Linked DNA regions of Mus musculus: region 2 is linked to region 1. The links are chromatin contacts, called in public HiChIP or PLAC-seq maps. All regions are on one chromosome and are shown on one strand. Each heading gives the region's core, a stretch centred on a gene start, on an enhancer-like site or on the middle of the called end of the contact. The rest is flanking DNA. Distances are from core to core; before and after follow the strand shown. Region 1 overlaps Pcsk6 (proprotein convertase subtilisin/kexin type 6). Region 2 overlaps Pcsk6 (proprotein convertase subtilisin/kexin type 6).

The links. HiChIP or PLAC-seq counts read pairs in DNA pulled down with a chosen protein or histone mark.
Region 2: an H3K27ac HiChIP or PLAC-seq map of neural progenitor cells shows a contact between it and region 1, with 3 times the contacts expected there. The contact joins two enhancer-like sites. A contact is called at or near these places in 4 of 39 promoter capture datasets (frontonasal cranial neural crest, liver and pre-B cells), 10 of 484 Hi-C or Micro-C datasets (the HPC-7 cell line, Sertoli cells, astrocytes and 6 more), 5 of 115 datasets of contacts at active chromatin or transcription factors (double positive thymocytes, embryonic stem cells, fibro-adipogenic progenitors and 1 more) and 3 of 9 other capture datasets (adipose tissue, embryonic stem cells and pancreatic islet).

The regions. Positions count from the first base shown.
Region 1 is chr7:65,868,760-65,874,681 of GRCm38.p6, reverse strand. All of the region lies in intron 1 of Pcsk6 (proprotein convertase subtilisin/kexin type 6), which reads right to left. Among named protein-coding and RNA genes, the nearest start is that of Pcsk6, 9.6 kb to the right of the region's middle. Within about 2 kb of position 3,356, at least 65 of the 459 cell types and tissues checked have an H3K27ac peak or open chromatin away from gene starts, as enhancers often do. A contact at or near this core is called in neural progenitor cells, where this site is marked.
Region 2 is chr7:65,930,517-65,936,806 of GRCm38.p6, reverse strand. Pcsk6 (proprotein convertase subtilisin/kexin type 6) reads right to left here. Exons shown (of 22, transcript NM_011048.1): 6 at 5,042-5,130. It overlaps Gm51486 (a long non-coding RNA gene), which reads left to right and starts at 6,103. Exons shown (of 3, transcript XR_003946790.1): 1 at 6,103-6,290. Within about 2 kb of position 1,391, at least 9 of the 459 cell types and tissues checked have an H3K27ac peak or open chromatin away from gene starts, as enhancers often do. A contact at or near this core is called in neural progenitor cells, where this site is marked.

The DNA of each region.
Region 1 (5,922 bases), core at 2,107-4,606:
CACATGCACACACAGTTATAAAGATAATAAAAAGGGGGCCCAGGAAGATGGCTCAACAGTAAAGCAGTTGCTGTATAAATGTGGGGATGAGTTTGGTTGCTCAGAACCCGCCTAAGGCTGGACACGGTAGCACACATCTTAGTATCAGCACTGCTACAGAGAGATGGGGGTTGGAGATAGGACAATTCTGAATGTTCACTAGCCAGCTATTCTGGCATTCATAATGGAGAACAGGAGATCCAGCCTCAAACACGGTGGAAGTGGAAAACCCGGCAGCTGAGGTTGACCTCTGACCTCACATGCCCCACGGCACGCACATCCGTATCCACACACATACCACACGCAAAAATTAAAGAAGGCAAAAGAATTTGGTCCAACTATGAACTGTCATCATCTCTGGAGAGTAGAAATCTGGATGCTTACTGTAGTTTTCTAGGTTCAATCGTTTCCTGTATTTAAATGTTTATTTTATGGACTGCATTGGATTTCTGCAACAGATCAGGACTACAAACAAGGCTTTGTAAGGTGTGTCACCCTCAGAGTAGCCCTGGAAGGCTTATCTTCACCTCTCACTAGGTTCTACTTTCTGACTCTGATACATAGTGCCATCTTGGTGGGAATACAGTGGGATAAGCTAGGCTGCAGAGGGTATACACTGTTAGAAAAGGTATACACTAGGCTGGGGAGGGTATACACTAGGCTAGAAAGGGTATACACTAGGTTAGAAAGGATATACGTTACTAGGCTGAGGAGGATATACAATAGGCTGGAGAGGGTGTATACTAGTCTGGGGAGGGTATACAATAGGCTGAGAAGGATATACATTAGGCTGGAGAGAGCCTACAAGAAACCTTCTCTGCCCTTGAAATCCTTGAATCCAAGGTAAAAACTGCGGTTCAGGGGCTGGGGTGTGGCTCAGTGGTAGAGTGCTTGCTTAGCATGTGTAAGGCCCAGGGGTTTGATCCTAGGCAGTGCTGGTCTGCCTTCATTCCTGCATAGATAAGCCTTTGATGCAAGCTCTAGGCCAGAGGCCTGATAAGAAGGGAGGATCCCAAGTACAAGGCACCCTCACTTAGCAGGGCCACAAAGGCACCTTCCCAGGGCACCGCCCTTCCTCCCGAACTCTCCTGCCTGGACTGCAACCCTCTGCTCTCAGCTGGTTGGAAAACTTGACTCAAGCCCCCACTGGCTCATATATTCTCTTTGTACCTTTCCTAACAAGGCTGGCACTGCCAGGGTAGGGCCTACACATCAGGCTGCCAAGCTGTTGAGCTGGCAGGCACCAAGATGTAGTTACTTACTCAACCTCTCCGGAGGTCAATTGGCTCATCTGTCTAGTGAAGCCAACGCCAGGAATCTAGGACCAGCTAAACGCTGGATGTCATGGACAGTCATGGTGGGAGTGGCATCCACTGACTAAGTTGCCATACAATTAAAAACAGTCACACCTGAGACACAGAGAGATCAGGATCCAAACTGTCTCTTCAAAGTCTAAGACTTTCACTAAAGTCTTAAAGACTCTCACTGAGGCTTAGAGCAGGCCAAACTCTTTCTCTGCCATCCTTCCTGCCTTCCGTTACTCCTTCTACCTCCACTCGCTGCATTCTTTCGGTTCTTTGTCCACTTAGGAGCAAAGGGTTCACGCTTACTTTTTTTTTTTTTGGGGGGGGGGTTCGAGACAGGGTTTCTCTGTGTAGCCCTGGCTGTCCTGGAACTCACTTTGTAGACCAGGCTGGCCTTGAACTCAGAAATCCACCTGCCTCTGCCTCCCGAGTGCTGGGATTAAAGGCGTGCACCACCACGCCCGGCTGGGTTCACACTTACTTTAAGACGTGGGCTCTGGATACTACCAGATATATCAGCTCTGTCCTTTGGCTTTGATTTTTAAGTTCGTGCAGGTAACCCTGAACTTGTGGCGCAAGACCCAGTCCTGGAGAACAAGAAGCCACCCAACCAAGGTACCAAGAGATGTCACTGGGTAGCAACCTGTACACATCCTTGACACTTACAAACCTGGAAGTCACTAGAAGCTGTGACAATAAAGTTGGCATTTTCCCTCACTCACACCCTTGGGATCATTAACCCGGTGAGTAGAATCAAGAAACCACCGATCCTGGAATTGTTTCATGTTTACTGAGCCTTCCTTCTATGTGCCAGGAAGCAGGCTAAGTCCTGAGGAGGCATAGGCATGATTAAGATACTACTACACCATGCTGTCATCCAGGGAGAAGATGGACTTCATGGAGTTCTGGGTGGACAGTGCTCAACCCTGATGGCAGTAGACCGGTTGATGAAGCTCTCTGGGTAGATCACATAGAGAGAGATTGTGAACAATAACAAACAGCAGAGGTACAGAAAGAACTAGGGTAACACTTCCAGAACATCAGAGTTATGGCACCGCTGGAGCGAGGAGCTAGGCTCGGGGATACGCAGGAGGCAGATGGGGCCCCACACTGGGCTGTGTGCCACACTACATGCGAGCCTCTGATGCTTTGAAAATGGGGAAGGGAGAATGTGAGGCTTGTGGCTCTAAAGAACCTTCTGGTTGTTGGTGGAGGGGAAGGCTGAGAAGGGAGTCAGGGAGGGCAACCAGGCAGATATGGATGTCAGCAGAGCTTAAGCATGGGGCTGGCCTGAGCTGTGGCTCCTGGCTTGGGGGAAGGGTTTAAGGGAGAGGCAACTGGAGGCAGGCTGGCAGGGATTGTCCCTAGTGGCTGCCAACACTGGGGAAGAGAAAAACCCAAGGAGATACCCTGGTTTCTGCCCCGATGGATGGGGAAAGAAACAAGGTGGACAAAGAAGCTTGGGATGTAGGGAACCCCAGGGAGCTCTGGAAAGGGCCCTGAATTACACAGTAGTGCCCTAAACACACACACACACACACACACACACACACACACACACACTGCTGGTAACCTCACCACGACGATGACTGGAAACCAACCGGGGAAAGTTTGGAAATGCAGGTTCCTTCAGAAACACAGGGGATTTGTTTATCCTGTGGCAGGGGTGGCCTGGCTAGCTATTGAGAAGTTGGCCCTAGTGGACAAGGGTTCTGTGACTGCTGCTGATGGCCAGTGGCAGAAATTTAAGAGTCCCCATGAGGGTCCAAGACTGACAGTGATGGTCCCTTCCTGGCCCAGTTCAGGAGGGGACATGTGTAGCACACCACGGCAGGGCAGCAAATCTGGCTGGACCTCAGCGCACTGCAGGGCCCTGCGGGGTGCGGCTTGTTTGTGCCCAAGCGGCCAAAGGGGAGACAATGAGACTATTTCTTCCCCTCTGCGGTGCCACCATCTCGACACTGGGGGCATTGATGGACTGGTTACTATGGGAACCCAAGGCTGCTGATCCCATCCCACGGAGTGTGAGGCTCCCAACAGCTGATGGCTATTCATCCTGGTTCCCTGCAGGACCAGACAGAGGCCTTGCACCCGTCACTGTCTTCAGAATCCTCAAAGCAGAGGCACTAGTACACCAGGAAGATGCAGGATTCCATGGAATGACGAGATGGGAGGGAGGCATGGCAGGACCCCAGGCACTGCCAGGGCACACAGGGCTCTCAGCTCAGTGTGGAGCTGACCTGACCCAGAAGCAAAGGGCACTGCCACAGGAGGATGTCCTCATGCATATGCACACAGGGCTTAGTGAATTTGAAAAACAAGGGATTAAAATTTAAAAAGCAGTGGGGAGAGATGTTCAATAACATAAGGGCTAGGGCCTGACCTCCTCCAGCCTGGAAGGCTCACAACCTGTACAAGAACTCGCTTAAATGAGCACACATCCATTCTCTGCCCGGGTGAGGCTTCTCAGCCATAGATTCCAAACTGACCTCGGAGGAAAAACAGCCAGGGGACCCACTCCAGACTGACCAGAGAACCCGGAGTCTAAGTGGCAGACAAGCCAGCAGGCCATAAATATCAGAGACGATGACAGTGACAAGGAGTCCAGGAGACAGATATGTTCTCTGGGCTGGGGCACTCAAGGGAGGGCTGCTGACAGCGGAGCCAAGCTGAGAAAGATGAGGGATGGCCAGGATAAGATGAGGTCCACTCTAGGCTGACCAGGGTAATATAAGGAAGCCCGGGGGAAGCATGAGAATGAAGAAAGAGGTTTGGAGGTGTACAGCTGCAACTGGGGTGCAAGGTGATGGGGGGCAGAGACACTGCAGTAGCCTGGTGGCAGGCAAGGGACCTGGGGGGACCTGGCCTGTGCTGCACAGTGGCAGGAGGAACAGGGGAACCTCAGAGCCAGTCAGTTGGCGATGATATGGGGCTGGTTAGAGAACTGCTATAAACAACTGGAGCCAGAGGCAGCTCCCAGGCTTCTAGTTCAGGCACCGGAGTGGGTGGTTCCTGTATGAAACGGGCACACAAGAGGGTGAGTTTTACAGCTAAGTGTGTCCAGGTGATAACGTACAGTTAGTGTCTAGGTGTAGCACCTTAGGGCTGGAGGGGCTAAGTTTAGCTTTTTAAAAAATACATAGAGAGAGATGTTCGTCTCAATGCTATGGAGGAGCCCACTGTCCTAGAGAGGACAACATGCCACAAAGCACAGTGTGTATGTGGTAAGGGAGAGCCAGGTGTGGCTTCATTAGCCAATCAATTGTTTATTTCATCAGGAACAGGAAGGCTTTCAGTGAGAGGGTGACTTGCCCTTGACAGAGAAGCAGGGACAGGGTCACCTGCCAAAGGTGACGAAAGTGGAAAGTCAGCCACTGAGCATGGGTTTGGTCCTGGGTCTGTCAATCAAGGGTTTGTCAGACTCTAATTGAACCAAATACCTCAAGGCCAGCAAGTGACATCTCCTTACCGAGAGCTGGCGTGAGGTCCCCTAAAGTTATGTCCCACAGGCACCCACACAAGAAACATCAGCCAGCGTGAGGACATGCCAGGGCTTCTCCTTACCCAAGGGCACAGCACTGACAGCCAGAAGGAAGACAGGCAGTGGGAACAGACGCACGGAAGTTCTTCTGTGTGCGGGTTCTGGGAGGACTTGGGCTAGGCTGAGGGCTCAAAAATTAGTTTAAACAAAAAAGTCTGTGCAGAGGCTCCAAGGCCCAAACAAGCTTCCCAGGACAGCAGGGGATTGCTAGACATTGAAAAAGAGTCTCTGACCAGCCGCTGTGTGGCCCGCTATGGCCACCCAACATGCAAGGCACACTGAGGTCTCAGTGTCTGCAGGCTCCCTTGTCCCGGGTCTACTGCTGTGTTTCTGATGTGCTCCCGACGCCTGTCCGGGAAACACTTGAACAGTTCCAGAGGGCTGGTCAGCTGGCTAACCGTTCAGGCCTCGTTCCATGTCTGCCTTTGGACACGGCCTGCCTTTGGACACGGCCATTCGAGGTCTTCCCGTTCCACACGCTCTAGCCAGATCAGCTCTGGCCACTGCTCTCCACCTCAGTCCCAGTGAGTCAGAAGGGCAAGCTAGTCATTCAACACCCTGTCCACTTTGACTGTCTGAGTACAGGTGCCCACCGAGACGGTTCGACACAAGACTCAAAATGCCAATCTTGTCTGTGTCCCCAGTGCACATCCAGGACCTCTCCCCGGCCAGCTGTGCATAACAGCAAGACAGCCTCTGACCAAAAAAAGGAGTCCTTAAGAACTATGTCACAAATGATTGGCACTTTGGATTTCCCTTGTCCCCATCGGGCCCTGGTGCCTCAGCTGGAACGAGTTCTAGCTCACTATTCTAACACCTGGTTAAGACCTCAGCTGGTGCTGGGAAGTGGTGGGGCACACCTTTAATTACAGCACTTGAGAGGCAGAGGCAAACGGAGTTTTGAGTTTGAGGTCAGCCTGGTCTACAGAGTGAGTTCCAGGACAGCCAAGGCTATACAGAGAAACCCTGTCTCGAAAACAAAACAAAACAAAACAAACAACAACAAAAAAAAAAACCAGAAGAAAAGAAAAGAAAAAG
Region 2 (6,290 bases), core at 142-2,641, 64 kb before region 1:
TATTCACAGAAAAAAAAAAAACATTCCATAGGAATCAGGAGGCCCACATAAAAGATAACTCCATTAAAGCTCTTGGATAAATTATTGTCCTAAAACTACTTTTCCAGAGGAAACACAAGAGAAACAATTTTATTTTTCATGGGCTTTTCTTAAGCTAGATCCCAAACTCCAGCATCATAAAAGGAGGATAAACAAATTTGGCATTATAAAAATTTCATCAGGTTTTTATTGAAATGTTACACTCAGAAAAAGAACACAAGTAATCTATGTGTACCTCAAGACCTTAATAAAAAATTAAAATCTTCGGAAATGAAATACATCAGAGACTGCTGATTAAATGTACCATGGACTCCCCACTCTGAAAATAACGTCTCTGTTGGTCCTTGGCATATTAATCTATCCTGAACATAGGTGGGAGACCTAATGCCAGTATGGCCAGGGTGCTGCTGGTGACAGGGAGAATTTGTTTCCTAAGATAATTTGGATAAATCCACTATTTCCTTTAGTTATTTTTATGTGCTAAAACTTGCAAAAATCTTACAGTTTTAACAAAGAAAGTTGTTAAAATTTACTACCTTTGATTAAACAGGTAGGCTTTTCTTGTTTTTGTTTTTAGAAGCCCATCTGTGGTGATTTTAAACTATGTCATTTTTCTCTTCAAAAGGTGCAACCAAATTCCTATCTTTTGGGGGATGTAGTGATGCACTTCTAATAGCAGAATATGGCTGCAGAGATGGTATGTAGCCTCTGGGACTAGATCATAAAAGATATTGAAACCTCATGATGTAAAACTCACAAAGAATCAATAAAAGTTTAAAAAAAAAAGACACTGTGGCAAGATGGTTATTTCTCTCTTGAATCATGGCACTTGGGGGAATTAGTTCCCATGCTATAGGGACACTCAAGCCATCATGAAGAAAGATAGGTATTTTGAGAAACCAGTGCCCCAACCCACAGCTGCCAAGGAGTTAAGGACTCTCACCAGCAGTCATATGCAGCCCTTCTTGAGAGAGGATCCCAAGGAAAGTGGTCAGATCTCAAACAGCCAACTACCTAACTTCACCTTGAAGAGTGACTGAGCCTGAACCACTTGGTGTAGCCATGTTCTGCTAAATGAGACATGGTTGTTGCTTGAGAAATCTTAGTTTGGGATGGTTGTCATGTGGCAAAGGCTAACAAATGTGAACTCTACTAGTTTAAAAAATATAATATACACACACACACATATATATATACACATATCATATATGTATATATGCATATATGTGTGTATATATGTATGTGTGTATGAATGAATTCTAAGTTGTAGTTTCAGTAAGGGTAGAGGAGCTCACAGCAGGCCACCTCTTCACAGATAATAATTACAGACCCTGGGAAACATACATTTTTAAGGGCATCAGAAAGCAACCAGAAGAGGGCAGAGATAGATAGGAATTTACTGGTTTAAAGGAAAGCATTATCTTGGGTTTCCACGTTTAGATGGATTTCTGAGACAGGCTCTCTGTTGAAGTCAATTGTGACAGGACACAGATTTCAAGAAGCTGAGAGAAGAATCTGAGAGAGGGTCCAGGAAAGGCATAGTGTTCACTCACTCCTCTGACAGAGCCCTGAACATGTGTCTAGGCAATGTTCTTTTTAAAAAAATCTAGGAGGAAGACATCAGGCACAAGCCTGAACATGCCAAGCAGATGTCTCGAGCACTCTGCACCCCAGGACTGCAGGTTTCCACTGAAATACCAAAAGTTTTGCTACAAGAGCAAAAGCTATGTTCCTGGCAAAGAAGTCTGTGAAATGATGAATGAGTCTTTCAAAATTCAAATGTATATTATTGCTATAACAACATTTTACAGCATCCAGAAAAAAAAATCAACAGGCTCCAAATTCTATAGTATAGATTATTTTTATTATATAATAAATTTTACTATATAATGATACAATAAAAATAACTAGACATGCAAAGTAGAAGAATATGTGAGCCACTGTAAAGAGCAGAATTAATCATTAGGGACATAAAAATGACTGGGCTACTGGACTTTGTACAAAAGACTCTGCAGTAACTGACTACCACGCAGGGGTGTTTATGATAAAAGATACTTACACAATGAAGTTATGGGAGCCTCAGGGAAGATTTAGAGATGGTTACAAATAAGATAAAGCAAACTGAAAACTTAAGGCAGAAAAATACAATAGCCAACACTTTTAATACCATGGGATTAAGAATAGACCAGATGCAGTAAAAAGGAGGCATAACAAGAACCGTCTAACTCAAAGCAAACAGAGAAGCAGATTTTAATACAGGAAGGCACCTCAGTGAGCTATGAGGTGTGTAATGGTTTGTATATCCTTGGACCAGGGAGTAGCACCATCTGGAGGTGTGGCCTTGTTGGAATAGGTGCGACCTGGTTGGAATGGGTGTGTCACTGTGGGTGTGGACATAAGATCCTCACCTTAGTTGCCTGGAAGTCAGTCTTCCACTAGCAGCCTTTGGATGAAGACATAAAACTCTCAGCTCCTCCTGTGCCATGCCTGCCTGGATGCTGCCATGCTCCCACCTTGATGATAATGGACTGAACCTCTGAACCTGTAAGCCAGCCCCAATTAAATGTTGTTTTTTATAAGACTTGCCTTGGTCATGGTGTCTGTTCACAGCAGTAACTAACTAAGACAAGGTGTGTGTGTGTGTGTGTGTGTGTGCAGTTCCCAACCTGTGGGTCACAACCCCTTTGGGATCAAATGACCCTTTCACAGGTCCTGCATAGCAGATATTTACATTGCAACTCTTAACAGTAGCAAAATTACAGTTATGAAGTAGCAATGGAATAATTTTATGGTTTGGGGATGAGGAACTATATGTAGTAAAGGGCTGCCGCATTAGGAAGCTTGAAAGGCACTGGTCTAAAGAGAGAGCCAATATGAACTCTCTGAGAATCTGCAAACTCCAATCAGGAATAATAGAGAGAAAATGGCACAAAAGGCCAGGATAATTGCAAAAATGTAATAGTTTAAAAAGCATCATCAAGCTTCCACAGAAGAGAGCACACAGCACAAGATGGCAGCCAGGATGGCACCTGGCTCACCCTCAGAGGGAGCCATGAGCAGGAGACAGGAGAACGACATCTTTAAAGCATTCAAAGTGGCAGGCTAGAATCCTGCTCAGCACAACCTCTTTCCACCATGACAACAAAGATCAGTTCAGAGCCAGGAATTCAATCTCAATTCCTGGGACTCATAGGGCGGGAAGCAAGCGGCGCTCCCCCAGGTTTTCCTCTGACCTCTGTACGCATGGGCATACAACCCCATACTAAATTAATTAATTAGTTTTTTTTTTAAAGGCACTTTCAAATAAATTCTAGGAGAATTTCTCACCACAATACCTGGACTTTAAAAAAAAAAATTAAATGAGAAATTCTCTGGGTACATTGAGTTTAGTTTTGGAAAGCTGAGCCAGGATAATAGGATAATGGCCCAGAGTTCGAAGCCAGCCTGGATTACATACAGAGCTCCAGGCCAGTTTAGGCTATCTCAAAAATAAATTATTCAGGTTCCAAGGTCAAGAAATATTCCATATATAGGCAGGTATATCTTTCTATGAGCTGACTTGAGTATTCAAAACAAGAGTAAGAGAAATAATGGAGTCAGGTTATACACAGCTGCCATCTCAGTATGGCGGGGGGAGGGGGGGAGGGGTGGATGGGTTGCTGTGAGTTCAAGGTCAGCCTGGGCTACATAGCCAGATGTGTGTCAAAATAAAAACTCAGAAGGAATGGAAGAATAGCAGTGCACACATATCAAATACATGAAATCTCCAGCACAAAGCACAGGGTGTGAACTGAAATAACCTGTTTCGATTCATACTTTACACATGATTTATTATGACTTATTCCAGACAGACTGAGGCAGGTTAAGATACACATTTTACTCTTCTAAGCAATGACTGGGGGGAAGAAAAATAGACATAAAAAGGTCTAGCCCTATGATCAGCCCAGAGGCACTACAGAGAAATTCCCTGCCTCATGCATGAAAACTCAGAGAGAGGGTGGCTGCCCTCTGTCTGGGGCGCTCCAAAATTACCCTGTCTGATGGCAGGTGTCAGGAGAGGGGGAGGAGGAAGAGGTGGCCATATTTGTAGAACTGGAGGTATGTATGGCAGCTTTGGAGGCTTTGGCGGACATGTGCTCCTTGGCTTAAGGATAACACAAGCTCACACGTATCTCCCTGTGTCCAGGCCCCTCCTTGTCCTGTCCCTAAGTAGTATAGGTCCTCCCAGCTCCACATTGCCTCCTTGGAATGCCCTGTTTGCAGCCAAGCCTCCAGGTCAGGCTCCAGCCAAGCCTCTTGCCTGTACCCTTCCAAGTTCCGTCTGCCTGTCTCATTTCAGTACCTGGTCCTGTACTGACCTCTTTGCAGTACTATTCACCCCAAAGGCATGCTGAGCTCCTGGAGGCTCCTAATTATGTCTGGCATCTTCTTCTCCCCCTCAGTGGCTGCCCAGAGTTATGCATGCAGTATGTGCTTGAAGATGTTCGAAGCATTAATTTTTAAAACATTCTTGCTCCTGGCCCTACTCTGGAGGTACTTGCTCTCCAGACGCTGGGAAGCTCAGAGCCACAATTTGGCAGTGAGGACAGAGGAGAACCATCCGAGGACAGCAAGCTGGACTTGTGCAGCTCCTCTGGGTGGTTCTTTGTAAGCATTGCTTCCACTGCTCTCATCTACCTGCCTGATCCCAGAGAGTCTCAGATGCTCTCAAATGACCCTTTCCAGAAAAACTCCCCGGGAATCGGCAAATCTGGTTGGTGGGTCTGGGGTGAAGCAAGGAATCTACATCTCTAGTGGATATCAGAAGCTGCCAGATCAGGGATCTGGAGGAGTGAAGCTTGAACAACCAAAAACAGTGGGGTCTATCTGCTCACTCAAGCAAGTCCTACCTCAAGCCCCTGCCCCCCCAATTTGGCTGACTCCCTAGGCTGTGGCACAGCTGGCCTTGCTGCTTCAGATTAGGTCTAGGACATGAGGCTCCCAGCTCTGTGTCTCACCTTACCTCCTATCTTTGCATTATATGCGATGCCCACGATGCAGTAGGAGTTGTTGGCCGAGGCAGCGACTTCACCCGCACAGCGAGTGCCATGTCTGAAGCAGAGGAAAACAGAAACAAAGAAAGTGAGGTCACCGTCCAGCAATTATTAATGAATCCTGTGTACCACTCATTTCTACAGCCAAGGTCAGCTATCCCTTCCTATAGCTGAGATGCCAGCAAAGCCCCCTTCCCCTTTTTCCAACATATGTATTCAATGAGGCTTTGCCCCATCCTCTCTGCCGGCTGGAGATGGCAAACATTGGTTCCCCGAATGTCCCTTCTAGGATGCCTCCAATAGATACCCAGTTAGAGTAGCAGCACCTGCTGCCAGTGTCCATGGCTCTGGGCATCTTGGCACTTGTTACTGCTGTTCATAGACCTGCCTCAGTTCTGTGCCTCCTGTGACTAAAGGCATGTCACTTGGCACATACAGGTGCCGTGGTGTCAATGCCTGCCTCACCAATACAATACAAAGAAAACCTTGCTCTTTTGCCTTGGTTCCCTGTGTCCTGACAAGCTTGCTAGCCTGAACAAACCTCTGTCATTTCCACAGCTGTTTATCAGGAGCTGAGAAAGGATACCTTTTTGAATGCTCAGCAGAGGCTGGGGGCAATGAGGAAATGAACAGAGAAACAAATGGCTTTCCCCAGGAACAAGTCTATTTTCTGATGTGCCACCCTGGGTCGTTCCCTCTAGTGGATATGGAAACATGGGCTCTACACCGTACATCTGTGATTAGATGCCACAGGGGGACTTGGAATCATCTATTCAAATTTGTAGCAAACTTTAAAAATCTTTAAACATAGTCAAGAGCCTGTATGCTAGACCCTTTGGGAAGGAGTCATCTGTCATTCGCTGGAGGTCTAGCAGCCCCAAGGCTGAGCCTGCTATCAGGTCACACAATGGGATTTGTTTCTGCCCTTCAAGGGTCACTGCATGGACTATAGATCACGCTTCTCCAGCCCTTGATGTGTGACCGGGAAGCGGGCCCTGTGCCCCAGGCCTCCCTACTGCCTGACAGAAGGGCACCTTGGGACGTGAGGCAGGAAGCAGTCCGGGGAGCCTGGGAGTCCAGCATCTGGCATGTGGCACACAGCGTCATGCAGCCCTGCACCGCCCTGAGAGAGAGGAACCCACCCACGGCATACTAGCATACTGCTGGAGTCTGGACGTTCGACACCCTGCCTGCCCCAATCTCATGGGTTAAAGGCTT